2 separate regions of the Mus musculus genome follow, and region 1 is linked to region 2. A link is a contact called in public HiChIP or PLAC-seq data. All regions are on one chromosome and are shown on one strand. The core of a region is the stretch at or near the end of the contact, and the rest is flanking DNA. Distances in the headings are between cores, read along the strand shown.

Region 1 (2,700 bases), core at 152-2,651, 240 kb after region 2:
CGCTTGCTGCGCTGTGTTCTGTCCAGACGCATTCTCGTTGGTGGAGCCCAGGCCTGCATGAGCCTCGGCGAGCCCAGGAAAGCGCGAGTCCCTCGCTCGCCTGCAGGGGCCCAGCCAACGGCGTGCTGTCCCGGAACTTCCAAACTAGTGTGGCGGCCAGGAGACTGACCGCCCGCAGGGGCACTGTGTGCTTCACGACCCGAGAGCAGACTTAGAAGGCAGGGACCCACCCTCCCCTCCCATAGTACTCACGGGGGGTACAGGCAAGGCGCGCGTCCCTCCACGGCGGACTCTGCATCACTCCGGGCCAGAAGATGGGCGTCCGACCGGGCAGCTCGGCCAGGGGCTTGGGGTACCGGCCCACGGCGGCCACAGCCGCGGCGCTGGGGCTAAAGTAGAGCCCGGGCGGCGGTGGCGGAGGGCTCAGGCTGCTGAAGCGGGGCAGGCCGGCCAGCAGCCCAGCGGGCGACGAGGCGGCAGCGGCGGCAGCAGCAGCGGCGGCGGCGGCCGCCGCAGAGGCCGAGGTGGCGGAGGCGGACGAGGAGGAGGAGGAGGAAGACCCGGAGGGCGAGGCGGAGGGCAGGGCGGCCCCCGAGGCCACCGGCATAGAGGGCCGGCTCAGGATGTCGTTGATGCCGTGTGGGGTGGCCGCCGAAAGCTGCTGCGGGGGACTGCCCAGGGACGAGAGGCCCCCCGCGGCCGGGGGCTTCAAGCCGCCCGGGTTATGTGAGCCCAAAGGTGGGGAGGGCGACGAGGACGAGGAGGACGAGGACGAGGAGGAGGGGGGCCCGGTGGGCAGCGGGGGATAAGCGGCGGGGTAGAGCGGGGTCTTCATCTCGGCCATACTGTGCAGGGCGGCCAGGGGCGGGCTGCTGAGCAGGAACGCGCTCTGCCGAGGGCCCTCCATCGCCCCCACAGCTAACATCCCACAGCCAGACCCGAACCCGCAGCCACGCAGGTCGGTGGCCCCGCCGGGGCTCGGGAGAACCCGAGGTGCCGGGGGCGCGCGCAAGCGAAGTGTGGATCGGCCGCGGGCTCCGGGAGCTGCGCAGCAAAAATGTCCAAACGCCCCGCGGGAGGCGGCAGGGGCGAGGGCTGCGGGGGCGCGGGCGGGCTCAGCGCTTCCTCGGCTTCGGGAGTCCCGGATTCGATCCCAGGCGCTGGTCCCTCGTTCCCGGCTCAGAGCGCTCTGCTTCTCATCTTCTCCACCCCCGCGGGAAATCAGCAAGACGTACCCCGCAGCCGACCCAGAGAGTTTGCAACAAGGTTGGGAGGCGCGGAGCGTTCGCTTTGATGTAGGAGGGCGGGGGCCGGCTCGCTCGCCTGGGGGAGCTTCAAAGCGGGCGGCGTTCCGCCCGGTGCGCGCCTCTGATCTCGCTCGGACGCTCCGCTCTCCCGGCGGCCGCGCTGCTGAGTCGCACTCACCGCTCGCCCGGGGGACAGAGCACAAACGGCCGGCGCGGGTATCGCGCCCGCCACTGCCTCGGGCCCGGCGTTACTGCGCCAGAAAGGGCAGTCAGTGACACCGCTCCGGCGGCTGGGGACTTGGTGCGCCCACGAGCCTACTTCCCCTCCGAGCCACGCGGCGCCGGACTAGCCGGATCGAAAAGGATAAAAGAAAATAAACCTAAGTATGGAAAAAGTCTGACGGGCCGGTTCCGATCGTCCGTCCTCTTCTGCAAGCCGGCCGGGAGACCCCCCCCCGTCCCACCCCCTGGCGCCCTCTCTTCCTCTCACTCTCCGCCTTTCTCTTGCCTCTCTGGCATTTCTCCTTGGCTTTCCAGGCTTGGCTCTTCCAAGCCCTGTCCTCTGGCCAAACTGACCCTCTCGGCGGCTCTTCCCTTCTCTCCTCTCTCCCTCTGGGCCTGACAGTTCGGATGAAGCTCTCAAAGGTAATAAAATATTTGCACCCCTCCCTGCCTCTCTTTAGCTGGGGGACGCAAGGGAGGGGAGGTGGGGGGCCAAAATGAGAACTTTCGAGGACGTCATTCCGGGGCGGCTCGGCGGGGCGGGACTGAGGAGCGGGGCCCGGGTCCTGGGCGTAAACACCGCCTCCAATAGCGCTCAGCTTGGGCAAGGCGTCGCTCCTAGAACACGCCCACCTGGGAGCGCCACACCTTTTGATTGGCTGAGACTAGGGAGCCATAAGGACGCGCCCTCCTAGTCCCCGCCCCAGCTTCACTTGGGCGGAGCCAAGAGGGGAGGGGCCTGGCGAAAAGAGTGGTTCCAGTCTAGAGCCAGCGGCCGGCTCAACTAATCGTGCAAAATAAAATGGAAAGGAGAAGGAGGGAGCAGGGACGAAGAGGGCATTACTTTTTAAAGAGAGGAATAATGAAAATCCAGCCCTTCTATGGAAAAGCAGTTTAAGTGCGGCTCTTCCGCCCACGCCAGCTCGCGTCATCCTCCCCCAGCTCGCGCGCGGCGCCCACCTCCAACGGTGTCTGGACCCTTGCGAAAAGGGAGCTAATGGAGCAGGCAGGAGGCATATCCCAGGCCGACTTCCTTCTTTTGAAGGGATTAATTAAAGGCCCTCTGGGCTCTTCCAGAATCGTGTAAATTGATTTGTTGTTCCTTAAGCCCGTAGATGTTTTTAAACCCCTCGCAGGCCTAAGGGTCACCCTTCACCATCTTTCCGTCTCCTGCTCTTTTCTGTTCTTTCTCCGTTCTTGTCTTCGCTCTCCCACTCCCTAGATCATTATC
Region 2 (2,839 bases), core at 40-2,539:
TGACAGATGAGAATGGATAGATATATAATAGATGATTGATTGGTGATTGATGAACAAATGACAGCGATCCTTTTCACCATTGCTCCCTTTAGACTCTAAATAAAAGTCAACTACCTTGCCAAATTAGCTGATAATATCAGCTTCCATAAGAAGACACTGACTGTGTGTGCTCTTCGAGATATAAAGTTGTTCTGTGTCAGAACCCTAAGGAGAAACTCCCAAAGCAGTGGGGATAGGCATTGCATGCTTGAGGATGGGTCTGTGGATCCTGACTGTCACCTGTCCCATACCAAGATGGTTGAGACATTGCTACTCAGACCTTCAGAACACTCCTGCACATTCAAAGTCAGCCTGGACCACACCCATGTGCAGTCCCAGCCCTGTGAGAAGTGCTCAGACCTCCCCAGAGTAAAATAAACAAAGATCCTTAAGGATAAACTCAGCCTGGGTGCAAAAGAACACCAGAGCCTCCCGGCTTTAGAGCCCCCTGACTCCTTTCATCTTTCCTCTTCTCTTGGTTTTCTCTCCTTGGCTTTCTGATGTCCTACTGGTGAAGTCTGCCTGTTTCCAAAGTCGGGAGTATTTGAAACTCATTGTTAAAATCTGCAACATTTCTTTCTGATTCCTTTTAGCTCAAGAAACTCTAGCTTTCAATGGATAAAGGCCATCCTTTCAACCAATCTGATGCGTTTCGGGAGCCAGGAATTGTGTGACTCGTCACCATCAAAATGCACAGGCAGAAGGCAGACAGGCTGATAGCTTGGGGGTAGGGGGGCTGGGAAACAAAGGGGGTGTTATGTGTAGTACAACCATTCACTGCAAAGGGATTGTTTAAGTGGCCTGACTGGTCGACCCTCACACAAGAGGGAGCCTTCATACGTAAATAAAGGCTGGCTGCCACGGAAACACTTCCATCTGTTGCTGCGCACTGCCAGGCTTCCAAGGAGCTGGCTGCACTAATTGAAACCATGGGTGGATTTGTGCCCCACATAATCACGTTTAGGAAATCCCCAAGAGTTGGTTTACAAGCAGCCCAGCACCAGGCTGGCTCCTGGGGCCTCTGAGCCAAGGGGCTTGCTTTACAGACGCTGCTGTCTTTAATTCCTGGTACTTTGCTCATTCATACCCTCTCCGTGTTTGGATGCCTCTGACCATCAAGACAGGGAGCGATTTATTAAGCTATTAGCTTCCTTTGCTGTGAGGTCCAATTCCAGGCAGAACTCTCCTCTGCAGAGAGGAGGAACTGTAACAGCTTGCGTGAATGTGGGCTCTGAGGAGGGTGTGGTCTGGACATAAGCAGACAATGCATGTGCTAGCCTCTGAAGAGGATGAAGTGGCACAAGATGTCACAGTATGTGACAAACGAGAGCCTCTGCAATGGCAAGCCAGCTCCATGCATCCCTACTGGCTCCGCCTCTGTTCCTCGTCCACGCATGCTGAGTTCCAATCAGATGCAGACCCTAGGTACTGCCATCTTCCAGGTGCCTGAAGGAGGAGATCTTGAACTGGAACTTCTGACAAGTTTTGGGCTTTACCCAGAGAGAAGGCAACTACAGGTGCCAGGCCTGTTCTGCACTCTATATGTGAAATAATGCACAGCCTCATGAAAATGAATAAGAGACCTGCCTGACTAATAATGTGGAACCTGCTTTCTGTTGGATCACACAAGCTTGAAAACAGCCACCTGGCTCGGCTCTCTCATGGAACAATGGGGATGTGGGGGTGGGGAGGGGTCTGTATTACTTAGCTGATGGACAGCATGTCACAGAGTTGCATTGGGCTGGACTCCAAAGCCCGTTTTTTGGATGTATTCATTCAAACTTCTGATTGGTCCATCTGAGTACATTGTTTCTTATATGAAACATAATGAATAAACTGTCGTCTTCACAAAGAGCTTTAGAAACTATTGAGGGGCCAGGGTGGAAGCTCGGTTGTTAGGCTGCTTGTTTTGTGAAATGAAAGATAGACTTCAGTTCTCAATATCCACATGGAAGAGTCCGGGCATGGTGATATGAGTGTGTAATCTTGGTGCTAGGAAGGCAGAAACACATAGATTCCTGGGTAGGTGCCAGCCTAGCACACTGGACAGCTTACAGGACAGTGGCAAGCCCTCCACATGCCTAAGCATATACAGGTAATACACACACACACACACACACACACACACACACACACACACGTTAGTGGCTAGGTACAGGCAATCAGTGGGACTGGATATGGGAAGAATCTGTTTTCTCCAGGGACAAGTTTCCTGGTAGGTCATCTAATCTCAAGGGTCAGCCTTAAACACACGTACATCTGTGGCACTAAGTGGAGTCAGTGGGTTGTATATGTACACATATGCACATAGATGAGCAAGAATGATTAAAGAAGAGCTGGTGTCCTCGAGGAGGAGTTGGGGAGCACAGTCAAGGAGCTAGATGAGGGAGAAGGAGATGGGTAGGAATAATATAATGCAATACTCATGTATGAAGTTCTAAAATAATTGAATCTAAATTAAATACAATGATTGGTCTACCAGACAAAAATAACTGGTTGAAGTGGTAAAGAGCCTGTTGCTCAGCGTCCGTACCTTCATAGGCTGTCTGCTGAACAGTAACTTCAGAGAGTATTCTTCCCTGGATGTGGTCTAGGGCTAGGTTTGATGTGCAGACAGAGTTAACTCATGACCAACTTTCTTCTAAAACCTTCTAAGTGGGAGCCAAAAGAGGATGGTAGAGGAGACCAGAAACCAACCAAGCTGAAGAAAGCCTGTTACTTTACTCCACCTTGAAATATATCAGAGAGACATGACCACACTTTACAAAATATCAGTTTCTTTTACTTTTTACTGCGGCAC

Evidence for each region. HiChIP or PLAC-seq counts read pairs in DNA pulled down with a chosen protein or histone mark.
Region 1: an H3K4me3 HiChIP or PLAC-seq map of neural tube shows a contact between it and region 2, with 3 times the contacts expected there. The contact joins the promoter of Nkx6-1 here to the enhancer-like site in region 2. A contact is called at or near these places in 7 of 39 promoter capture datasets (the 3T3-L1 cell line, cranial neural crest, embryonic stem cells and 2 more), 2 of 484 Hi-C or Micro-C datasets (embryonic stem cells and stem cell-derived motor neurons), 13 of 115 datasets of contacts at active chromatin or transcription factors (astrocytes, craniofacial prominence, differentiating embryonic stem cells and 8 more) and 1 of 9 other capture datasets (embryonic stem cells).

What each region holds. Positions count from the first base shown.
Region 1 is chr5:101,663,310-101,666,009 of GRCm38.p6, forward strand. Nkx6-1 (NK6 homeobox 1) reads right to left here and starts at 1,402. Exons shown (of 3, transcript NM_144955.2): 1 at 253-1,402. The coding sequence starts at 925.
Region 2 is chr5:101,425,327-101,428,165 of GRCm38.p6, forward strand. No RefSeq gene overlaps it. Among named protein-coding and RNA genes, the nearest start is that of Gm42131, 23 kb to the right of the region's middle. Within about 2 kb of position 1,290, at least 35 of the 459 cell types and tissues checked have an H3K27ac peak or open chromatin away from gene starts, as enhancers often do. A contact at or near this core is called in neural tube and stem cell-derived motor neurons, where this site is marked.